Linked DNA regions of Zea mays: regions 2 and 3 are each linked to region 1. Evidence: chromatin contacts called from public Hi-C data. All regions are on one chromosome and are shown on one strand. The core of a region is the stretch at or near the end of the contact, and the rest is flanking DNA. Distances in the headings are between cores, read along the strand shown. Region 1 holds the start of LOC100384179 (SGNH hydrolase-type esterase superfamily protein). Region 2 holds the start of LOC100273464 (lysine ketoglutarate reductase trans-splicing protein). Region 3 holds the start of LOC100279503 (Topoisomerase II-associated protein PAT1).

Region 1 (3,314 bases), core at 529-3,028:
CCTCAAATAATACTTCATTCACCTTCAGGGGTGTGAATTAATCTCATGGGTCATACTCGAACCATAATCATCATCAATATATAATAGAGCATCAATATAATACAATCAAGTAAAACATCATCATAGAGTTCAATTATGAAAGAATTCGATGATTCTGAATATTAGAGTGTAGGCGATAGAAATAACAGGTCAAAACGGTAGCAACCACAGCTACATTCACTTGCCTTCATCGAAGAAGAAAAATGTACTAGGCATAATTCAGAGTGTAGACACCTAAGGTTTTCCCCAAGAAATTCTTCAAGAAGAGATGGGGGAAGAACATCTCATTGATCCTCTCTCCCTCTTCAATTCAACATGCTCCTCCTCTTCTTGATCCTTGTTGCGTGGGGGGAGATCTAGAGGGAGGAGGAAGCCGTAGAGAGGGTAGAGGTCGGCTGCCCCAGGGGAGGAGAGGAAGAGGGAGGGGGCGGCCAAAAGGGGAGAAGGAGAGGGGGTCGGCTAGGGTTGGGAAGGAGGGGGGCACCCATCCATCGGATCGAGATCAAAGGCCCGAACACGCTCTCCCATCAGAGCTCAACTGTAACACCCCAGCGGAAAAAATGCCAAAAGATCTATTGTTTCTGTGAGGAATGCCTCCTGAAACTCCAAACCCCAATGCCACAGAACATGAAAGAAAGGAGAAAAAAGAAATTTAACCTCTTTTCAGAAAATTGGGATATCACAAGTTTGCACAACCAAGTGCCCATGAATCTAGCAATGCTAAAAATGTACAACACATCATAGACCATGCTAGTAATGCTTAGAAATATACAACACATCATTGGCCATCCAACCCTAGTACTTAGTGACATATCTAGAGTGGGTGAAAGTAATCAAGAGGGGAGAGAGACAAAGCACAGGGAGAAAAAGAGTAGGAATATACACCCAACATACACATCAAAGGCAGAAAGCCTAGCACATCTTTGGAAAAGAACAAAGAGTCATTGTAGTTGCGACACTGAACAAATCAACACCACAAGCTACAAAAGTATGGACATATCCGTAGGAGTTACGACTCAGAAAGTGAAATACAAACCCTAGAACATATTATCAAAGGTGAATCCATACAAACATAATGAAACATGTACTCAATCATAGCAGATGAGACAAATCCACAAATAAAAGGAAGAACGAAGAGGAAATCGATTAGCAATGTACCAAATACTAGGTATGACCAAACACAGCCGGTTACAACCTGCCAAAGTGCGACAATGTATTAACTTATCTACTTCCTGCGTCCCAAGCTATAAAATATTCTGATATTTCTATATTTATAGTTTTGATATATACCTATATACAACACGTCTAGGTGCATAACAAAAATTATAGATCTATAAAAGTCAAAACATCTTTTAATTTAGTAAGAAGTAAGGGTGGCAATGGACTCTAAATTTTACATTATAGAATTAACGGATTGGATTAAATAAGGATCGAACTTTATTTATATTTATTTTTAAACTAAAATTGATTAAAGGCTCAAATGAAATGAATTGTGAAGAAAACATTTGATCATGATCTATTATCACCGCAGTAAGGAGAGAGTACTAGATATATCCAAAATATATCTGATTGATCTTGCCTACTTGTGCGTTTCTCTTCTAGCATCATCTAATTCTAACCCCTAACTAGATCATCTTTAATTAATAAAATATAAAAAGGGAGGCCTAACTAGATTCGACCAGCAACCCACTTCAGTACTTCACAACACGACGTACGGGCCGGCAAGCCAAACGGCCCAGAGCACACTGCACACCACTACGCACTACCCGAGCGCGCCAACTCACCACCACCACCAAGCGCGCGCGCTGGAAATGGCGGTGGCGCCCTTGTTTGCCCTCCTAGTCCTGTTCCTCTCCGGTCCCCGCCGATGCGCCGCCGCCGCCGCCGCCGCCGCCGCCGCGGCCTCGCCGTCCTCACCTTCCCCGTCCCCGCGACCCGCACCGCTGGTCCCGGCGCTTTTCGTAATCGGCGACTCAACGGCCGACGTAGGCACCAACAACTATCTGGGCACGCTCGCCCGCGCCGACCGCGAGCCCTATGGCCGGGACTTCGACACGCACCACCCCACGGGGCGCTTCTCCAACGGCCGCATCCCCGTCGACTACATCGGTAATAAGGGCAGGCTCTGCGGCCTCCTCTCGTTGTTTGGTTCAGCCACACTTATTGGAAAGATCGATTTGTGCAGCTGAGCGACTGGGCCTCCCCTTCGTGCCTCCCTACCTTGAACAGAGCATGCGCACGGGCGCCGGCGGCGTTGGCCTCACAAACATTGATGGGATGATACAAGGCGTCAACTACGCGTCGGCGGCAGCCGGCATCATCTCCAGCAGTGGCTCTGAGCTTGTATATACTCCCTCTGCTCCGAACGGTCATCCCAAATTTCTAGAGAGTTAAAGCATCTTGAGTTTGAGCAAAATTATATAATAAACAAATAACATTTATAACATGAAATGAATATCATTAGATTTTTCATCAATTATATTTTTATAGTATGTCTATTTAATGGCAGAAATCTTTGTAATTTTTTCATAATTTTGGTCAAACACTTTGATTTTTCCAAAGAAGTTGGGACGACTTATAATTCGAAACGGAGGGCCTACATCTATACTTCATATATCATCCCACGAATCCCATTACCCCAAATCTGGTGCTAACCTTAGCTGGCCAGCATCGTCATAATTTGGTTTACAAAAAAAATGTTCTTACTTTATGATCAGTTCAGTCAGTTTTGTGGTTCTTAAATTAATCGAGTGATTCTAGCTGTAATCTTGGTTGTGCTGTAGGGAATGCATGTATCGCTGACCCAGCAGGTGCAGCAGGTCGAGGACACATATGAGCAGCTATCACTGGCTCTTGGGGAGGCGGCAGCGGGCAACCTATTCAGGAGGTCCGTGTTCTTTGTGTCCATCGGGAGCAATGACTTCATCCACTACTACCTTCGCAATGTGTCTGGTGTCCAGATGCGGTACCTCCCTTGGGAGTTCAACCAGCTCCTTGTAAGCACAATGAGACAAGAAATCAAGGTGTGCTTCTTGTTCTCTAGTTAGGTCATTCAGTGCAGCATTAGAGTATCTACTTGCTAGGCTGTTAGTTATGTTCTTGTCCAAATCAGTGAGTTGGTGACATCATGCTTAATTAACCATTGCTAGCCTTGTGAGCCTGTGAGCATCAGTTGTGATACTTGTGTGGTTCAACTTCGTGGTGCTACTCTATTTAAGGTTTAGTTCTTTGATGAAATAGTTAGGGATTTCTATGCCTGAAATATTGCTATTCTA
Region 2 (3,314 bases), core at 238-2,737, 500 kb before region 1:
CGACATTGAAAAGAGACCCTAGATTTACAGCCTTGAGCCCTTGACATACTTGGTAAGCTTAACATTAACATTGTCATGAGACACAGCAGTAACATATGTATAAAAATAAACAATTAGGAATGGACCACAAAAAATAACAAATACGATACCTAATTTAGGCCAATACAGACATATAAGTATACAGCTAATATGGCAACACAAGAAGGCAGTAGTGTGTTGAAGTACCTCGGGAATTTCATCAGTGTTAGATTCAGAACTATTCTTTTTATGATTGTTTGCAGATGCCCAAGCATGGTTCAACAATGTCTGGGTTGTGATGCCAGAGTTCCTATCTTCGATATAAGAGATGATACTCGAAGGGAAGTGAAGCTGCAAGCCACATTAGAGTAGTGTTTTCCCCCTTCTCTAAAGCAAGTATATGAGACACAAAAACAAGAGAGGCAAGTGTGTCAATTTACCTTGGTTATGTTGACTGTAGGGAAGGAGATCCCAAACAGGTAACCCAGCATGACACCTACAACTGCCGAAAATATGAGCCGCATTCCCTCATTCGATCTTGGCATGCTGTTAATAACAAAAATTGGCAGTAAAATTACGATGAGTGGCACCGAGGACATAAAATTGCCCAACATTAGGTACACTAGCAGTTAAATCTACAGACTGAACAAGAACTGCTTATGAAGTTTGTGGATGTGGTAGTGAACATACCTACGGCCACTGCCATTGAGAGGCTTTGCCATAGGAACTGCAGAAGTTCTCCCAGCAGGAACTTAATATTAGCTCAACAGCACAAGCAGTATTGACTATCCACGGAACTTGCCCCGCTGCAGTTGTTGAGCCAAAAGAGGGAGAGAGAAAGAACAAATCAGATCTTCTTGCCAAGCAAGGTATTTTGCCGAACAGAGCAATTATTAAGCAGGGTACGATGCTGAAAAGGGGGGGGAAACTTTTTTGTTATTTCTGTCAATAGACGCGTATAGACTTGAGAAGACTAAGAAGTCGATCTCGAAGCCATGACCAACTTGCGACTAGTCTAACAAGAGACGCGTATAGACTTTGAGATTGAGACGACCGGGACGGAATCTCGCAGCAAAAATTTAAATTTTTATGCAGTGGCGAGGAAAGATTTGGACTTGCACCGTCCGGACAAATCACGACACGGTGAAATCAACCCGGGCATACCAATTAGAAGAAATCAGCCGGAAAACGGCAGGATCTCCGCTCCTCCACCGTAGAAGGGCAGCAGGGGAGGACCAACCGAGTACTAGGACGGCTGCCCGCGGTGGACGGTAAGGAAGGCAACGCGACGGCGAGACGGCTTTGTTCGGGCGGAGGCAGAGGGCGCGGCGGGGAGACCGAGGGCCGCGTGCCGGCGGCGTGCTTGACGGGGCGATGCAAGTAACTGGGTAGAGGCGACTAGAAGAGGACTAGGCTAGCATGTTGTATGTATGTATTTGGAGTTTTGGACGATGCAAACACCGCAGCCTACAGAGAGGACGATGCAGGTGGGCAGTAATGGAATTTGGGATTGTTGAGCTGGGCGCAGCACAGGATCTGGTTGTCCCACACATGGCAAGCAATCATTCACAAATCACCACCACGCCCTATCTGAGCTCTACGGTTCTACCCTTGTCAAAATGCTCTAACATTGTGGCATCCTCTCCTGTTTCCCCGGTGTGCTGCGCTATCGATTTTTTCCAAATGCATTCCACGGATCAATAATTTATACGATCAAATAAAAGAAAGTTTTTTCGCGTCCGATTTTAGTAACAAAATTATATAATTTCTTTACTCGGTAAACCAATAGGTTCAACGGTCGTCGTGTGTCAACCCCATTAAAAAAACTTATATTTTTGTATAATCAACTCGTGGCCAACCACACGAATCCACGACACGTATAGGATGCTTCTCCTCAATCTCATCATCCCAGCAAGTGCCCGGGCGAAACTGATGAGCATGCTTCTCTAGATGTAAAACCCCAAATCTTTGGGATTCAAGAAATTTTTGTTCAATAAACATAGGTTAAATTGTCCTTAATACATGTTTTTCTACTTTGGAGTTATGATCTTAAAAATAAATAAGGATAGCATTAAACTTCGATGACTCAAATCTAGATTGGACTTTTTAAATTTTAAACATAATTTTTAATCTCAGAAAAATAAATAATAGGAGGATTTAGCTTGTCAAAATATAGCAATAATGAGACTCCTTCCCTTGTCTTATCCTTTCGCTATTTAACTTTACTTTGCAGCTACCAATTTCAGTTAGAAGTAGGAGTTCCGATACTAATTTCGTTCTTTCAACGAAGGAATTCGAGGGCAGCTTCTCAAAATATAGGAGTGCTATCATATCGCATCCCAACTCTTCTTCAGCATTAAGGATCTGCCTTACTTACTGAATTACTTACGAAATCTCTTTCATTCAGACAGGATCTACGCTTTACTTTCGACTATTTATTTGAGTGAATACTCCTTTCATCAATATTATATTTAGAGACATTTATTAAAGTAAGTAATAAATAAGTAAAAGAAACTTTGCATCCATGCCGAGATTTTAATTTGTGCATCTAAATTGGCTTGAAGTTTGAACTATATTTATAGGTAATTCGAAATTTGAATTCAAACTTGATTTGAAATTAGGAAAGTGAAAACAGAAAAGAAAAAAGGTAAAGCCGACCCGTGGGCCGAATCCCTCTTCCCGACCTAGCATACAACGGTAGCCCTTAACACCGCGGCCCATTGGCGCGTGGCAGCCCACTCTTATGACTGACGCAACGGGCCCACTCCTCAGTTCGGGTCTCGCGCACATACACTGGACGTCGCTTACAAGTGGGGTTCGCCGGTCGATCGCACGCACACACGCCTATGTCACCTACACATGGGACCCAATCGTCAGGGGCTTCTTTAATACCCAATTTGTAATACAAATATTAAAGGAGACATTATTTTCCTTATATGTGCCATCTCTATTTACCATCACATGTGAACAATCTTATCTAAGTATGAAATTAGCCAAGAACATATAAATAACAAGTGCATCATGTTGGAGTTTATTTGATTGTGCATTTGAAAATAATAACAATGATATTAATAAAATACAATGAAGATTTGAAATAAACCCCAAATTGAAATTTAGGAGAATTTGGAAAATAGGAAAAGAGGAAAGGAAGAGGTATCATACAATACCAGATAAAATTATAAATAAATAACTTCTTCATAATTTGGTATAATCAAGTGGAACATTTAGTCTGAGTACACACATGTCACAAAGTTGAATTTAAATTTAGGTGTTGAATTTGGAATTCAAAATAAAGA
Region 3 (3,314 bases), core at 225-2,724, 290 kb after region 1:
GTTGTATCAGCGTTGAATGTTTTCAGAATCACAAAAATGACAATGCCAGCATGTATGAACTTACGTGACACAAAATTGTTGGTACCCTCTACCAGGCTCCGAATGACAAACAGAATGATAATAGAGAGCAAGCAAAGAATGGTCAAATCAACTCCTTCAAGACTCATCCCTCAAGTTCTAAATTGAAAAGTGAGCATGCTACCTTCTCATGTAAAAGGAAGCTTCATAATAACTAACAATTCTTTGGTTTATAAAACCACAAACATATAACTTATTCACTGTGTCATCTTTGTTATCAACAAAGAAAAAAATCGATAACATTTATCACTTCAAACATATGTAAGCTCTGTCAAGCACAAAAAATGATCATCTACACTACCTCCAACATATTATCCCTCCCATAAAGAGGGTTTTCTTCATCTTCGTGCTCAATAAATGCAGCATCATCATCATCATCCAATCCACCTAGTTCAACCTCCTCCACGGCATTGTTGCCAAAGAAAGCATACTGTGATGCATCAAATTTGGTATCGCCTGTACAGGGATATCAATAATCTGGCAATCAGTATCAGATGCCATAGGGCAAATATAGCAAAAACAAGACTAGATATAGCAGGCTAAGAAATTGTTACAGAGTACAACAGCTTCAAAGAAGTTCCCAGCAGTAAGGCAGCTTAAAATGAGCTCAAAACGGAACACTGCATCAGAACCATTGGAGATTCACAACCTATTCCCTCACTAGACTAAAAGCTAATCCAAGCAATGGTGGACATCAGAACTAACTGCAACAGACGTCATTAGCTATCCATGACCGCTGTAGCAAAATTATTCAACCAATTGTTAAGATAATATCAAATGCCAACAAACCCCATAGAAAAATCTCAACTCATTGATTTCGGAAAAACTGTTTATTGACAGTGTAAATAATCTGAAAAAAAAAAGAAAAGTCAAGGGGAAACGAATATGGTTCACCGGAACAACTCCAATCGCTATCATAAGAACCAAATGAAAAATGTACACTCATGGGAATACAAATAAACTAGGAGGAATTGATTGAACACCTGATTCCATGGCAGGGGTAGCGTCTAGCCCCCAAAAAAATTCTGGGAGACAAGTTGCTACGAGCAGAACATCCGCCACCAAGGTATCCAAGAAGCTGAATCCACCACCGGATGGGTTGGGTTAGCGCCGGGTCACAAACAAATCCAAAGCTACCTGCACGGGGAGTAAGCGAGACACGGATCTGACTGCATGGACTCGCAGCAAAGAGAAACCAAAACGAAACTCCTACATGAACAATTCCTTACCGATAACACAAATCACGCTGGCTGGATCTCCCAGATGCGCGACGCGAATAAAGGGGAGAAGGGATGACGATGAGAGAGAAATTCGAGGTGTCGCTCGGCAGTGGAAGGAGGACGTCGGTCTCTCTTACGGCGGCGGCGGCCAATCGAGGGTTCGGCTGCCCGATGGTATGACGTAGGCAGGAGTCCCGGAGGCGGAAGGGGTCGGGACTGGGACGACTGGACGAGGCTTTTTTTTCCTTCTTTTCCCGTGAGAAAGCACCGGCCCTAAAGATAGGGACATTATCTTTGGATTTTTTTTTTGTTTCCCATTACAACCGTCTGTCGAGTTTTTTTTAAAAAAAACTCAGGTATTCCAACTTCTTAAAATTATTACTCCAAGACAGATAATTAGGATTCTAGTATTATAACATCTGCCATATTGAAGATTGGTTATCGTATGTGTTTTAAACCCTGTCTATAGTTTTCTCACGCCGGGCTCTCTCACGGCGGCTGTTACTGGATTTTCTCCTCTCTACTTGTCATCCTGTTGCTAAAAACACATCTCAAGTTAGACTCGTCCATGAGTAGTCGTCATCCATTTCTCCTAGCCGCTCTTGGTTCGCGCTCGTTGAAAATGGAGGCGTCGATGCAGTCCAAGCTCCCCTTTCCACGCTGCCGAGAGCGCTCTCGTCCATGAGTAGTCGTCATCCATTTCTCCTAGCCGCTCTTGGTTCGCGCTCGTCGGAAATGGAGGCGTCGATGCAGTCCAAGCTCCCCTTTTCTCATTACTCCTCAAGACCATGGTAGTTTGGTAAGAGATTTATATTTGTTCTTGCTATATTACTGCATGTTTCATTCACTATTAGATTTTAGACGCCATCAGAAAGCAGAGTACATGAATTTGACATGGTTCAGTCACTATTGCGTCACATGAATTTGGAATGGTTCAGTCACATGAATTTGTAATGGTTCAGTCACTATTACGTTTACAAAACTGAGTCCCTATTCCAAATTATCTCGTTACCCTCAACTCAGTCACCATTTGAGTTTATAGAACTATACGCAGTCACTATTTTAGTGACTATTTGAGTTTACAGAACTATACTTGAGTTTACATAACTATACAGAATCTATGACAAAACGTAGGCAAATGACATTGTTAGGAGTAGGGGCACAGCCACCGTGGGTGCCTCGCTCGACACGAGCAACATTCTTTATGGCACTAGCAGAATACGCTTGCGCCATCGATAATCCAGCACACATGATTCGGTATGTTTTAGTGTTAGGAACATTATAGATTTGGATTGGCAATATTGATGTGTCAGAGAATCTCATTCTTCGATTTTTTGTGTAGGCATAGAGATTAAATAGAGTTTGGAATGGTGTTTTAGACGTCATTAGATAGATGCAAGTCTCAGCCGATGAGTTGAGGAGGTTGACCAGACGCAACCATGTGCTTGATTATGTAGAGTACCTGCACAAGAATAGTCTGATTAATGCCATAAGTGTTGTTACTGAAATTGCACAAGGTCTAGACCATGTGAGCACGGATCTAGAGGAAGTTCTTATTGGTCCACAACCTCTTCTTGAAGATTATGAAGCCCTTAGCTTGTACGATGATTTCCAATGCGATGGTGAACATAGCTCTGTGGACTCGGATGAGGTCAATGATCATCGTCTATCGCATATGAGCAAGCGTATATGAGATATATGTTTGTGAGAGAGTTTAGTTTGCCACTCAAGTATGTATCTTAATGTTTTATGAATTGTACTACCTTTCTGTGAAGTTTGGTTAGGCTCCGTATTTAGGGTTTGCCTGTGTTATGAAGTGCTTAGTTAATTGTCATTGTTGTTCCTGCTACTTGTATGATAATGAAGACTTGAGTTATGAAAATGAAGAGTTGTGTTATGAGTTGTATTTTGTGGAAGCAATTCAGCTCAGTGTGTTTTCAGTCTGTTTTCAGTGTGGATTTTTGTGAAAGCAATTTAGTTTGCCTGTGTTCAGTCTGTTTTCAGTTTAGTCTGTTT

The links. Hi-C and Micro-C count contacts between places; a contact is called where the count stands out from the background.
Region 2: a Hi-C map of leaf shows a contact between it and region 1, with 6 times the contacts expected there. The contact joins the promoter of LOC100273464 here to the promoter of LOC100384179 in region 1. A contact is called at or near these places in 2 of 25 Hi-C or Micro-C datasets (endosperm and leaf).
Region 3: a contact with region 1 is called in a Hi-C map of leaf, with 5 times the contacts expected there. The contact joins the promoter of LOC100279503 here to the promoter of LOC100384179 in region 1. A contact is called at or near these places in 2 of 25 Hi-C or Micro-C datasets (ear and leaf).

Annotation. Positions count from the first base shown.
Region 1 is chr5:133,747,672-133,750,985 of Zm-B73-REFERENCE-NAM-5.0, reverse strand. LOC100384179 (SGNH hydrolase-type esterase superfamily protein) reads left to right here and starts at 1,778. Exons shown (of 5, transcript NM_001176755.1): 1 at 1,778-2,148; 2 at 2,225-2,382; 3 at 2,823-3,062. The coding sequence starts at 1,851.
Region 2 is chr5:134,248,904-134,252,217 of Zm-B73-REFERENCE-NAM-5.0, reverse strand. It overlaps LOC100273464 (lysine ketoglutarate reductase trans-splicing protein), which reads right to left and starts at 1,487. Exons shown (of 14, transcript NM_001156498.2): 1 at 1,183-1,487; 2 at 709-824; 3 at 459-564; 4 at 226-369. The coding sequence starts at 740.
Region 3 is chr5:133,454,135-133,457,448 of Zm-B73-REFERENCE-NAM-5.0, reverse strand. It overlaps LOC100279503 (Topoisomerase II-associated protein PAT1), which reads right to left and starts at 1,474. Exons shown (of 6, transcript NM_001152504.1): 1 at 1,308-1,474; 2 at 1,062-1,215; 3 at 380-534. The coding sequence starts at 1,071.